Linked DNA regions of Bombyx mori: region 1 is linked to region 2. A link is a contact called in public Hi-C data. All regions are on one chromosome and are shown on one strand. The core of a region is the stretch at or near the end of the contact, and the rest is flanking DNA. Distances in the headings are between cores, read along the strand shown.

The links. Hi-C and Micro-C count contacts between places; a contact is called where the count stands out from the background.
Region 1: a Hi-C map of midgut shows a contact between it and region 2, with 2.2 times the contacts expected there. The contact joins the enhancer-like site here to the promoter of LOC101746531 in region 2. A contact is called at or near these places in 2 of 7 Hi-C or Micro-C datasets (midgut and whole pupa).

What each region holds. Positions count from the first base shown.
Region 1 is chr4:6,737,695-6,744,467 of ASM3026992v2, forward strand. It overlaps Fatp (fatty acid transport protein), which reads left to right. Exons shown (of 14, transcript NM_001134255.1): 3 at 2,302-2,549; 4 at 3,083-3,233; 5 at 4,015-4,252; 6 at 4,736-4,985; 7 at 5,517-5,718. Among protein-coding and RNA genes, the nearest start is that of LOC101746772, 24 kb to the right of the region's middle. Within about 2 kb of position 4,162, at least 4 of the 8 cell types and tissues checked have open chromatin away from gene starts, as enhancers often do.
Region 2 is chr4:6,701,399-6,707,915 of ASM3026992v2, forward strand. LOC101746531 reads right to left here and starts at 1,727. Exons shown (of 18, transcript XM_004929181.4): 1 at 1,181-1,727; 2 at 150-495; 3 at 1-58. The coding sequence starts at 1,319. It overlaps LOC134198749 (a long non-coding RNA gene), which reads right to left and starts at 6,428. Exons shown (of 2, transcript XR_009972918.1): 1 at 6,287-6,428; 2 at 5,467-6,053.

The sequences.
Region 1 (6,773 bases), core at 2,912-5,411, 39 kb after region 2:
GTGAAGTACTGCTCTTGCTAGGGCTAGTATTAGCAAATTCTCTCAGGTCCAGCCCGTGAACACATGTATCCGTCCGGGCGTATATGGAATAGCCTCTTAGTCTACCAGCGAATGAGTAGGGAAAAAATCGTTTTTTTGCGACAAAAACGAGAAAGGTCGTTGATTCCATTCGAATTTTATATATACGAGTATGTTATACGATTTTATTCCTACATCGTATTCTATCAGTCTGTCAGATTTGAATCACGAGCCGTATCACTCGACACGAGTACTCATATCGTGCATTGAGTGTAAAATTGCGATCACTGGAAATATCAAGTGATATCTTTTATATCTACATCTACATCATTTAATTTGCCTGCTAATTATAGAGGTACATTCGTAGTTAATTATATATAATTAAAGTAAGCACAATAATGCTTAGCTGGTTCTCTCATTGCGTTATTGCTCACGAGTTTTATGGTTTAATATTCAAATATATTTCATATGCATTTCAAACTACTGTATGTCTACCATAAGACGCCCGAAATTCTCGGGTGTGGTATTTTTATTAACCGTGTTTGTTTTTCCATCTTCCGTTGATTTCCCAGCAAAAGCAGACCTTAATTTTTCCATTTAATGTAAAATGTTGCTGTATTACGATTGGGGTTTACGGGCTCGAACATAGACACAACCCACTGAGTTTCTCACTGGATCTTCTTAGTGGTCGCAGTGGGTGGGTAGTAGATTCAGCAAACCACTTCTCTTAAGCGGTAGGCAGCGGCTTGGCTCTGCCCCTGGCATTGCTGAAGTCCATGGGCAACGGTAACCACTCACCATCAGGTGGGCCGTATGCTCGTCTGCCTCCAAGGGCAATAAAAAAAATAAGGCAAATGTTAGCTAACTAAACTAAAAGAAGGCAACATCTCGATATTTTTTTCTTCCATAATAAATACTGTGTCTATTGGGTGATCGCCTTTAAACGATCTTTTGTGTATCAGGAACAAACTACCCATATACGTTTGTTTTCTAATTATATTTTTGTAATGTGTTGTTTATTTTGTAATGTGTCGTTCACAGTTCGAAAGGTAAAAGTGTATAAATATATTTACACTAGCTGTTGCCCGCGACTTCGACCGCGTGGAATAGTTCACAAATAATGCTTTATTTCAGAACAAATTTGGTTAGCATAAAAAACGTTATAGGGAGCCAACCTTAAAATATAGACATATGCTGTCGTGCAATTTTTTTTAGATCTTTTAAAAGGGAACAATTCTGTGATACATTATTTTAGCGAAACTTTAACCGTTTTCGCAGCGCACGCAGCGGAAGCTCTCAAAAGGGAAAAAACCCGAATTTGAAAAATTCTTTTGGTACTCCGCCTGCATTGGTCTTAGCGTGATGTTATATAGCCTATATATAGCCTTCCTCGATAAATGGGCTATCTAACACTGAAATAATTTTTCAAATCGGACTAGTAGTTTCTGAGATTAGCGCGTTCAAACAAACAAACTCTTCAGCTTTATAATATTAAGTATAGATACATATCTACAGGATGGCTAGGTGACCCGGCAAACGTTGTTTTGCCGTATAATTTATTTCTTTGAAAGATAAATAATCTAAATACCGACTGCCGCGCCATCTGCCGGGCTGATTTGTGCATCTAAACCATCCAGGGCGCCACCCAAACGCATACAAAAAAATCGTTCATATCGGTTTAGTCGTTTAGGAGGAGTTCAGTGACAAACACACGCACAGAAGATATATATACCTAATAATACTAGCTGACCCGGCAGACTTCGAGTGCCTCAATCGATAAATAAAAGACCTAAGCTTTTGTATAAAATAAATTTAAAACAAACAAAAGGAATCCGTCCGACGGGGGACACATCAAAGGAAAAACAAAATTGTTATTTTTATTTAATTCCGAGCATTTTCATATTTATCTACCTTTCAAACCTTCTTTGGACTTCCACAAATAATTCAAGACCAAAATTAGCCAAATCGGTCCAGCCGTTCTCGAGTTTTAGCGAGACTATTATTAAGATAATAATATAATATGTTAAAAAGATTTACTCACAATCCTTCAGCGCAATGCAATATTTCAGATAAATACGCTCAGTTAGAATAGCTTACAGTTTTTCAGAACTATAAACCGGCAAACAGTACCTAACTAATACCTAAAGTGGCTGATGTACGTTTGTGATGATTAAAACGAATCGGCTCAAGTTGGTTCGAAAACACAATGTTCCTGAATAGTTTATAACATAAAACGGCTGTTAATTCTTAAATATTTATTTACATATATATTTTTTTTAATAGATGAAACCCGGTGCTGTTGACATCGAAAAAAGCAAACAGAACAGTGATTCGGATGGAGTGTCTTGGGGAAAAATATTTTACGTGTTGCTGTCGCTAGCAGTTATCGTGATAGCCTGTGGCGTCGCCTGGGTGTTCCAGGACTGGCTCACCAGTCTTATCATCTTCGTTGTACTTTTGGTGGTATTCACCGTTGGCTATTTCTGGAAATGGCTGTACATCGCGGCCAGAACTGCTCCTAGAGATTTTTCGTAAGTTTGAATATTCTTTAAAACGGATTGTTTACAATATTTTTTAGAAGTCGTTGTAGGTACCACCGCCCCGCCTATTTCCGCCGTGAAGCAGTAATGCGTTTCGGTTCGAAGGGTGGGGTAGCCGGTGTAACTATACTGAGATCTTAGAACTTATATCTCGAGTTGGGTGGCGCATTTACGTTGTAGATGTCTATGTGCTCCAGTAACCACTTAACACCAGGTGGGCTGTGAGCTCGTCCACTCGTCTAAGCAGTAAAAAAATCTCAGAAAATCTTGTACAGATTTATACAACGTACTTCGTACCGCGTTCCTCGTATGATTTACAACTAAGAACGTTCTAGTACTATTGAAGTCATTGTTGAAATGATAAAATGTTTCACATAGCTATTATTTACCGGGATTTATGGATTTACTACCCATAAACTGTGTTTATATTTATAAAATGCTATCGTTAAAATCATGATCTCATTGTTACGTGATTTGCATTATATGCTAACAATGGAGGTTCAAGAGATTTTCTTCATTCACAGGGCACTGTGGTGTTATGTTAAAATCCTGAGACTTTCGGGTAATTTTGGTAAGAAGAACTGGTCAATGCCCGATATATTCCATGAAAATGTAAAGAGACATCCGAACAAAGCATGCTTCCTTTACGAGAACGAGTCATGGTCCTTTAAACAGGTAAAACATATATTTTTTTGTACTTGAATCATATTTAGCAGAAATATTCCGATACAGCAAAACCGTTTTCACAATGGGAACCAATTGGGACACGTTAAGAAATTTTTAAAATGTCCGTTCTCTTTTGTATTGATTTTAATTAACCAATAACTCTCGGTGTAACAGTATAATATATAATATATAACTGTCTTAAACGATAACAAAATTAACCTGATGCAAATCTTATTTTTAATAAAAGGCCTATACATTGTACATAGTATTATGAGTTGAATTAATTATGCGAAGAACCTTGAAAACCTTTAACTTACGATATTACTCTGTTACTTTTATAGACCGGTTTTCTTTTCGTTTTCATAAAATTATTAAATATAACCAACCATATAAATAATTTTGCAATCATCAAGATAAGGAGGTAACAATGTTTTTTTTTATTGCTTAGATGGGTGGACGAGCTCACAGCCCACCTGGTGTTAAGTGGTTACTGGAGCCCATAGAAGCCAACTTTGAGATATAAGTTCTAAGGTCTCAAGTAAAGTTACAACGGCTGCCCCACCCTTCAAAACTTAAGATATGCTTCACGGCAGAAATAGACAGGGTGGTGGTACCTACCCGCGCGGACTCACAAGAGGTCTTATCACAAGTAAATGTGTCAGTAAAAATGTCTTTAATTAATTAATTCAATATTAAATCTACCGTAAATTTGAAACGTGTGTGGCCGTAATATTACTAATGAGACTGACGAATGTAAATCTCTAAATAATCTGTGAAAAATTAAATACAGGTCGAAGAATTCAGTCTTCGTGTTACGGCAGTGCTTAAGAATCATGGTGTGAAACGTGGAGATGTTGTCGGCGTAATGATGAATAACTGTCCGGAATTGCCGGCGACGTGGCTAGGCGTAGCTCGCATGGGAGGCGTGTCGCCTCTCATAAACACGAACCAAACCGGAAACGCTCTTCTGCATTCGGTTAACGTTGCGAAATGTAACGTTGTGATATACGGAAGCGAGTTTCAGAGTGGTAGGTACATAAATACACAGATCAGACTTTTTTCCCCATACCTATGCTTATAGCCTTGAGAGCCTATTTCAGCTTCGCCCTAACGTTTGTAGGTGAGCTCACGGGGCTCAAATCGGAGAGTTGCTAACACTGACCCTAGCAAGAGCAGTGCTTTGCAGAATCTACCACCGGATCGGAAACGCGACCCACTGAGAAGATCCGGCCAGAAACTCAGTGGGCTGTGTCTATGGGCTAATTCACTCGTCGAGCCCTTCGTCGCAAGCGACGGGTTCGACGAGGACGGTGACCGGTGCTTGTGGTGCCTAAAAGCACCGTTAATGGATCAGGAGGATCCGTAATGACGTGCTTTGGGCGACGTCGACGGTTTACCATTCGGTCTACAGGGTCGGCAGATCAGACAATGCATTTCATAATCTATATCTGTACTAGTATAAATCTAGTATTGTCTAGTATTGTTAATTAAACTTGATCTATTTATTTCAGCATTCGATGAAATATCAAATGAAATAAATCCCGCAATAAAACTGTATAGATACAACCGGAGACCCCTAAATGCATCAGGTGATGCTGTTAGGGTTGTAGAATCGGAAAACGATTTCACTCATATGTTGGAGACTACACCTCCTGCCCCGTGGAGTCTTTCCGACGGAGAAGGCTTCACCGGAAAACTTCTATATATATACACGTCAGGGACTACTGGATTGCCCAAAGCAGCAGTTATATCTCCGTCAAGGTAACAAAGGAATAACTATAAAGTTCGCGTTACTGGAATGTTGCCTTTTTTTATTGCTTAAATGGTTGGATGAGCTTACAGCCTACCTGGTATTAAGTGGATATTAGAGCCCATAGACATCTACGACGAAAATGTGCCACACACCTTAAGATACAAGTTCTAAGGTCTCAAGTATAGTTACAACAGCTGCCCCACCCTTCAAACCGAAACGCATTACGCTTCACGGCAGACATAGGCAAGGCGATGGTACCTACCCGCACGGAATCACAAGAGGTCCTACCACCAGTAATTACGCAAATTATAATTTTGCGGGATTGATTTTCATTACACGATGTTACTCCTACACCGTGGAAGTCAATCGTGAACGTTTGTTGAGTACGTATTTCATTACAAAAATTGGTACCCGCCTGACATTCGAACACCGGTGCATCGCTCAACACGAATGCACCGGACGTCTTTATCCTTTAGGCCACGACGACTTCAAAATTATTACGTTTACCTATACATTTTTTAATTGTGGCTTATTTGCAGGATGGTGTTCATGGCATCGGGCGTACATTATTTAGGTGGATTGAGAAAAAACGATATAATGTACTGTCCAATGCCTTTGTATCATTCAGCTGGAGGGTGTATTTCAGTTGGTCAGGCCTTCATATTCGGGTGCACTGTAGCTTTGAGAGCGAAATTTTCGGCGTCTGCATATTTCCCGGATTGCATTAAATTCAAAGCAACGGTAAGAATTAATACTAAATCAACTGGTTTTACTATTACTAGTGGTCCCGCAGTAGTCGAAATTCGATTATAATTAATTGAAATTATAAGTTTCAACATTATTATGGACCTATTGTTACAGATTTCGCCAAGGCTACACTATAGACAAATACTCGTAATATTAAAGATAAACAAAACTAACTTATTCTCAATTTGAAGACACTTACAGACTTTAAGCAATAACAAAAGTTTGACAATAAACAAAGAGTATATGTGTGTGTCAAATACATGGTAGTGTGTGTAATGTTTTCTTTATTGATCTAATGTATTTTTAATCCATAATTTAAAAAGAATATTAGCATTCTGCACTTTTTCTCTCTATTCTCTATTAGTTGGAAAATTTCATATTCCTCCGTCCGCGCAATTTTTGTATAAAGGGGTACAAAGTTTTTGCTTCACGTATTAATATATAGATACTGTCGATATGCTAGGATTAGATGATTTAACTGTTATTGTAGAATTAAGTTCTTAATTCGTTATAAAGAGCGTGATTACTCACACAAAACAATCTGAAACTACAACATTTTTTAATGCAATTTTTCTTAGTATTTGTAAATTTTATGTTAAACAGACAACAAATGTTCCAGATTTAGTCTTAGTTTACCTTTGGAAATTTACGAAAAATCACTTACGAATCGGTACTTTCATTTACTTTTTGCGATTCGTAAACATTAATTAAAATTACTTTTACACGCTTTTTTTACAATAAATATATATTTTTTTACACTATTTTCAATTTAAATTTATTAAAATTTATTTTCTATGTTTTTGTTGAATTTTATATAAAGCGTGTTTTTTAGTTTTTTTAAACTATTATTTATTCCTTATTTTACGAATCGCATCTGAGACTCGTGTTATCAAAAAACTTAGCATCATGCCGTCATATGGTACTCACAAAAATTTCATACTGTTAATTTCGGAGAATTAATAGTTAGACTAAGTGCTATGGAAGCTTAGAGTCAGTAAAAAGAAACCTGAGGCATATTTTGAATGTCAATGTTGGTAAACCTGTAGAGC
Region 2 (6,517 bases), core at 477-2,976:
TGTTTCAGCAGAGTACCCAGAGTTTGGATACATAGCACGTAACAATTTCAATTCACATCTATGAAACACATTTTAAAAAATTACACAATTACAAAAATCATTGTTTTAATACAATTATACATGTAATTAATATTATTTTGTTTGCTAACCTACTATCAGCTGAATTTTCACGACCCTGCATCTCACAATATACAACACCAGCATCTTCTCCATCTCCATCAATATGATGTACCTCCGTAATGAACCCTTGTTCTGTTAAGGTTGGATGTAAAATATGATCGATGTATATTGGCAACAATGTTAGCATTCCCTCGTCCCCTGCAGTATATATAGTGTAACACGTGTGATCTGTGTCGGTCCATGCATTCGTACCATGTGCCATACAACGATTTGCAAGTTGGTCAAGTACACCCTTGTAAGGGTAGCGTTTAGAACCCAAGAAAACAAGATGTTCCAATGTATGTGGCAGCCCATCATCATCATGAGCTTCTGTTGCTGTAGAACACAAAAAAATCATTATTTAACATTATTTTTACAACAGTATGCTATTGTCAACTGAGATTTTTAAGATAAAACTGATAATTTATTTTCATATGTTATAATTAAGTTCTTTTGAATAATCTACACTTATAAATGCAGTGAAAATTATTGATTTATTGCAATAATTCTTAATTTAAACCAAAATTATCCATGGAATGGAAATATTGACAAAGTTCTTTCACATAATCGAGCTATAATTTAGAGGGAGGGGTATGGGAAATAAAACATAATTCATGTTTCCAGTGAGTATGAAAATTATGTAGAGTTAACTTATAAACTGACCATAATTATAAACATCTTCAGTCTACAATATCTTCAATAGATTTGCAGAAGATAATAATCTAACTGATCCAGGTCTTTTCTCCATTATTATAATTAAATTTACTATTTTTATCTCAACAAACAGTTGGAAACTAAATCTCTACCGAATCTGATACAGGTTGTAATTCAAAATCCAAAATTATTGAGTGAGTTGTTTACTTGTTGTGTACTTTTAAGTTGGTACAAAAATGCATAATTGTTTGAGTTTGATTTAGATGCTAAACATGTAATTCAATAATAAGTACATACCTTCAAATAGTTTTTACGTACTTATATTTTATTATATAGTATTTTTTTAATGCAATGTTGTAAAAATTACCAAGACAGAAGTACCCGTTCACAAGCGGTCCTTCGACATCAGCTATTATTACTGTAAGTCCTGTTTTTTCCGACACGTACTTGTTCACAGGAATTATGTCTGAAGCTTTCGTTGAAGATATTAACTTAAAATGAGACATTTCGCCTACTATTTAATTTCGGTCTATGAGGTTAACCTACACTAGTATCTCCTTAAGCCAGTAGATTGTTTTGAAGTTCATTAAAATTCATTTGTAATTGTAACGTAGTTACGTAGTGTAGTACGGCTTAGTAACCATAGCGATTGGAGGCATCTAAAATATTCAAGTCGAATTTTAAAAATATCTCGATGATTTTGCCTTAGTCGACTTGAATCGATCTGGAGATTGTCACGAGACACCAATCACGATTGAAAAATCTCAATTTTTTCATTATAAATTGATGAATATGAGTCCACAATATTCACTCCAGAAGACATAATTTATGCAATCATGGATACGAAAGCAATTGCCCGGAAATAAGGACGACCGTATTTACTATGAAGACGTAAGTATGGCTATGACTTTCCCCTACCTAATCGTTATAAGCTAATAGGGCTGTTCCAGCTACGCGTGGACGGATAGATGAGTTCACGTACTTAACTTGAGAGAATTGCCTAACACTAGAACTAGCCCTAGTCAGAGCAGTCGTTCCTTGAATTTTTTCACAAGATCGGAATCGTAACCCACTCAAAAGATCGGGCGAGAAAGTCATTGGGTTGTGTTTAAGGGTTTTTTTTTTGGATAGGGGTCCGAACTTCATATAAGGTGTCCGCACCTAGGGAGACACAAGTTCACGTATCGCTCCGCTTTTGCAGAGTAGCGTTGCGTCCTCGTCACCAAATTAGTACCTGACCTGTCGCTGCCGACTGTTGTTACTACGATGCTCCCGTTTTGATCCCGGGTGGAGATGTCGGGAGAGAGAGTGCAAGGGGAGTTGTTTGGTGGGTAGAACACTAAAAGCATCCTTGGGCCTACAGTCTGCTCCCCACATCTGCAGATCGTCAAGTTGCACATACTTCGCATGCCTTCGAGACGCGGCCACCTCGTATGAGCTTCGGCCTCTTGCCGGAAAAAAATTGGGCTAGGTTTCTAGTCCAACTTTTTGTTTTCTCTAAGTTCGACGAGAATGGTGGCCGGTGCTTGGAGAACATCGAGAGTGGATAAAAAGGATCCGGCCAGACATATTTGGGGCGACGCCGACTTTACGTTGCCCCGTCGCCTGGGTCGAATATTTAGTTATAGGCGGCCATAATTAGAGAATTATGTTGATAGCTACTTTTTCAAAGAAGTCTATGAAGTCAAGAGTATTAGTAGCATTGAGTTAGTAAAATGATGCAAATAAGTATAAAAAAACCATGAACCAGATGATGAGAAAAAAACCCAGATGAATATACTGCCCACCTGATGGTAAGTGGTTACAACGCTCATGGACGTCGGCAATACCAGGGGCAGAGCCAAGCCTCTGCACATATCTGAGTACTCTCCGATATTTGTATCCATATACCGAGTACGTAAACATATACGTATGTAAATCCCTCACATACGATTGAACGGATAGTTGAAAAATATCTCGATTCTTGAGTCGAAAAATGGACCACTGTAGAATCGATTATAATTTTTAACAGATTGCGACTAATTCGTTCGTGAAATCATCTTGTACTAGGCCATCACTATACGTGTTATGTCATTCATTCATTTCGATTTCTGTGGGTCTTGAACTAAATGAAGTGGTACTTCATGCCTTAACAAAGATTTTGCGTTTACAAAGTACAGGTTCCACCTGTCGAAGAGTAGTCTTCACATCTTTTATAGGTGGTAGGGCGTCTTGTGATCTCGCATTGGTAGGTTTTTTTTTTTTTTTCCTACCTAAGCTGAGAGCCTTGAGAGGCTATTTGAGACGCAAATTGCGTATCAAACCATTGTCTAAGTCTTAAGATAATTAATCAAAATCTTCAAAATCTTAAATTAAATTGTTTTTTTTTAATATATTTGTTTTTTTGTCGCCTAGGAACGTCTATATCCTATAATCTATTTCAGTTTATTTTATAACAAAAGTTTAGGTCTTTTAATTATTGATTGAAGCACTACGAAGTCTGCCGGGACAGCTAGTCCCTTATCAATTACTATCCGTATTCACGGTTTATTTATAGAACATACACCCCGCGAATTAAGAGCTTTTACTGTACGAGTATATACTTATTATAATTTATACTGTACACTTGAGAATTAGACCTTATGTTTCAAGGTGTGTGGCGGTATTCACGCAGTGATGCGTATGGGCTCCAGTAACCACTTAACAATAGATGGGCCGTAAGCCAGTTCGTAAGAGACCCGCCTCAGTGAGCTCTTACCCTCATAGCAAAACGTAATATAAATGGATACGCATGTCAAAAGCAGGACAAAAGCGTAGCGTAGAGCGCCGAACCTTGTGAAGTCAACATACCGTTCTAACAGGTACCTACTAATTTATACCAAGAAGTAATCATGGATTTTGGTATGAATGCTAAGATGGGCCGTTAGTCCAATATAAAAGAAACTTCGATCTCAATTCAATCAAAGCCAAAGAACCTAAACCCCTCGATCCCCTCTTTAGTCAAACAATACACTAAGTCACGAAGGTCAATATCCGAAATTGACCTTCCGCGCTCATGTAAAACGTGCTTGCGACCGCCCCGCCCTTATGCTTGGTGAACTTTACCTCGTGATCTGCAAGCGGAGTAAAAATGTAGCTAATTCTCTGGACAAACCGTGATCCCTCAAATTACAAGATGCGCGTCACTATTCACTCTGTGACGAAATAAATTCAATAACATTTACGCTGATAAAAAAATAATTTATTTTCAGGATTTTGTTGTTTACGAATACCAAAACTAATCGCAGATAAAATAATTCCAAGATAATAAAAATAACGATAAATTATGATCTATTTAATCATAATCTAGTGTAATTATCTGCCTACACAGTAATTTAATTAAGTAACTATGTATGTGTATGTTCCGGTAAAAATAGATATTGCGGCATTTTCCGGTAAATGTGCATTTTGCCTCCTCGTTTGGGTAATGTGCATTCAACTAGAATTTACAATTTGAAAGAAGGGAAATAAATGTACATTGAATTCACAATGACCATGTCGTTTTGGTAAATGTGAGCATATGCGCACCACTACAACTTTTTTTTTTTTTCGGGTTGGGGGCCGAACCTCCTACGAGGTCCCCGCGCCTAGGTGGCACCACTACAACTTAACCTTTTTTTGTTTTTTTTTTCGGGGGGAAATCCTCGTGGACTACCTCCGCCTGGGGAAAAGCGGAGGGGCGTGCCGGACTCCTACCGGCTAAAACCACCCCGGTGTCCACCCACACCTGCGCGCAGGGCCGCGGGAATCCAAATTCTTCCGCAGCCCCACACCAGTGCTGGCCCGGTCTGTCCAGGCCTCGTCTCCTGCACGGGGTAGTGAGGCGTTCAGCTACTCTGTGCATCGCCTCAGAGGCACGCGCCGACACCCGCACGCGCCTCCGTCTCAGATCCATCGAATAGGGGGCGAGGGCTTTCCCAAGTCCCTCGCCCCTGGACCCATTCATGGGGGGCGGAAAAGGGCGTTGTCCGCCCTTGTCCTACGCCCGGTGCGCCTTCTGCGGCCGGGGAAGGGAGTCGAGATCTCCCTCTCCCGTTCTGCAGTTTCCTTCTGCGACATCACGTCCTCGCAGAAGGACACCACCGCGTCCCACGACTCTGCGCTGCCGACCATCCTCCGCACTACGGCCGGCAGCGACAGATCGCTTCCTACTTCATTTGTGAGGACACGGCGCTGCTCCTCCCAAGCTACACACTCGGCGAGCGTGTGTTGCGCCGTGTCCTCCCCGCAGTGGCTACAACCTAACCTAACCTAACCTCCGACATATTATAAAATATGCAAAGAAAAGTATGTTTCGTTTGTCATTTACATTTTTTAATTAAAATAGTTTTCGTTATTAAAGCCTTTTGTATTATGTTTATTTAAATAAATATTTTTTTACTGCAACAACATTATTATTTGTATTCCAACTTTTCATAAAACATGAAGGTAAGAGAATAGGTACCTTTACCAAAACGAGAAGGCCAGAGTATACATTTGCCGGGAAATGTACATATACATTATATTCAGTTCACATATACCTAACTTTTTGGCAAATGTGCACGTTTACCGGTAAAAGTGCACATTTCCCAAGAGGACATTTACCGTAATATATACCTACTATGTACAAAATAGTTTAACAATAAATAGACAAGATTTTGTTTGCAACATGTACATAGTTCTTGTTCTTTTTATTTGCTGTTATTTAAACTAAATATTTACAATGTAAATAAAAGGATCTGAAATGTATACGATGCGACGAAACAACTGTTTAACAATTATATAATCAAAGAAGCTAATATTCTGATTATTTTTTTATATTTTTTCGATTCAACTTCGAATCATCGGGGCTTAACAAATTTTACTATAATTATTGGACATTAGCGGTGATGGAAGCATAGTGAAGCCGATGTTTTTGACTTTATTCTTTCTTACATGACTGAACGAGCTCACCGCACAACTGGTTAAGGTCCCCATTACACATCCCAACATGAATGCCGCCACTAAGCTTATGATATGCTTTGCGGCAGCAATTAGGAGGATGGTGGTATCTACCCGCAGAGGCTTCCTGTCCGGCCGCCTAAAGGTTGGCGATCGAAGTATGCTGTTATAATATATATGTATGTACTCATCGAGCCCTTCGTCGCAAGCGACGAGTTCGACGAGAACGACCGGTTATAATATATGAAGAATGCCGCTGCCCATTCTCCGACGAACCCCTTAGTCGCCTTGACCGATACCCCCTGGAAGAGATGAGATCACATAGCGATTCGAAAACGGTTGACTTGGAAAGAGTCAAAGAGAAGAATTTATTCCTGAACATAATTTTAGGTTTAGATATTTTCCGCGATCATCCTGAACATTTTTTCAAGCATTCGCTATGGATTCGCTTTTGCATTTAGCTGTATAATATTATTTATCTTTATTTTAGTTCATTATGTTCACTACATACCCAAGATCAAGTTGACTCGCTTACCCATTTTCGGCAGTTTCTTTTATCCTCGTTGTGCGATCATTTTTTTTGTGTGTAATTGAATTTTAAACTAATGGACGTTTGTTTACTCAGGTTCTAAATAACGCCATAGATTAGATTCTCGGTTGGTGCGTTTTTCTTTGTAATGTAACAAGGGATAAGTAAGTCAACAATAAGGCGTTTGTTATACGTACAACATAGCTCTCAGAGCGACAATCATTATCACAAACAATC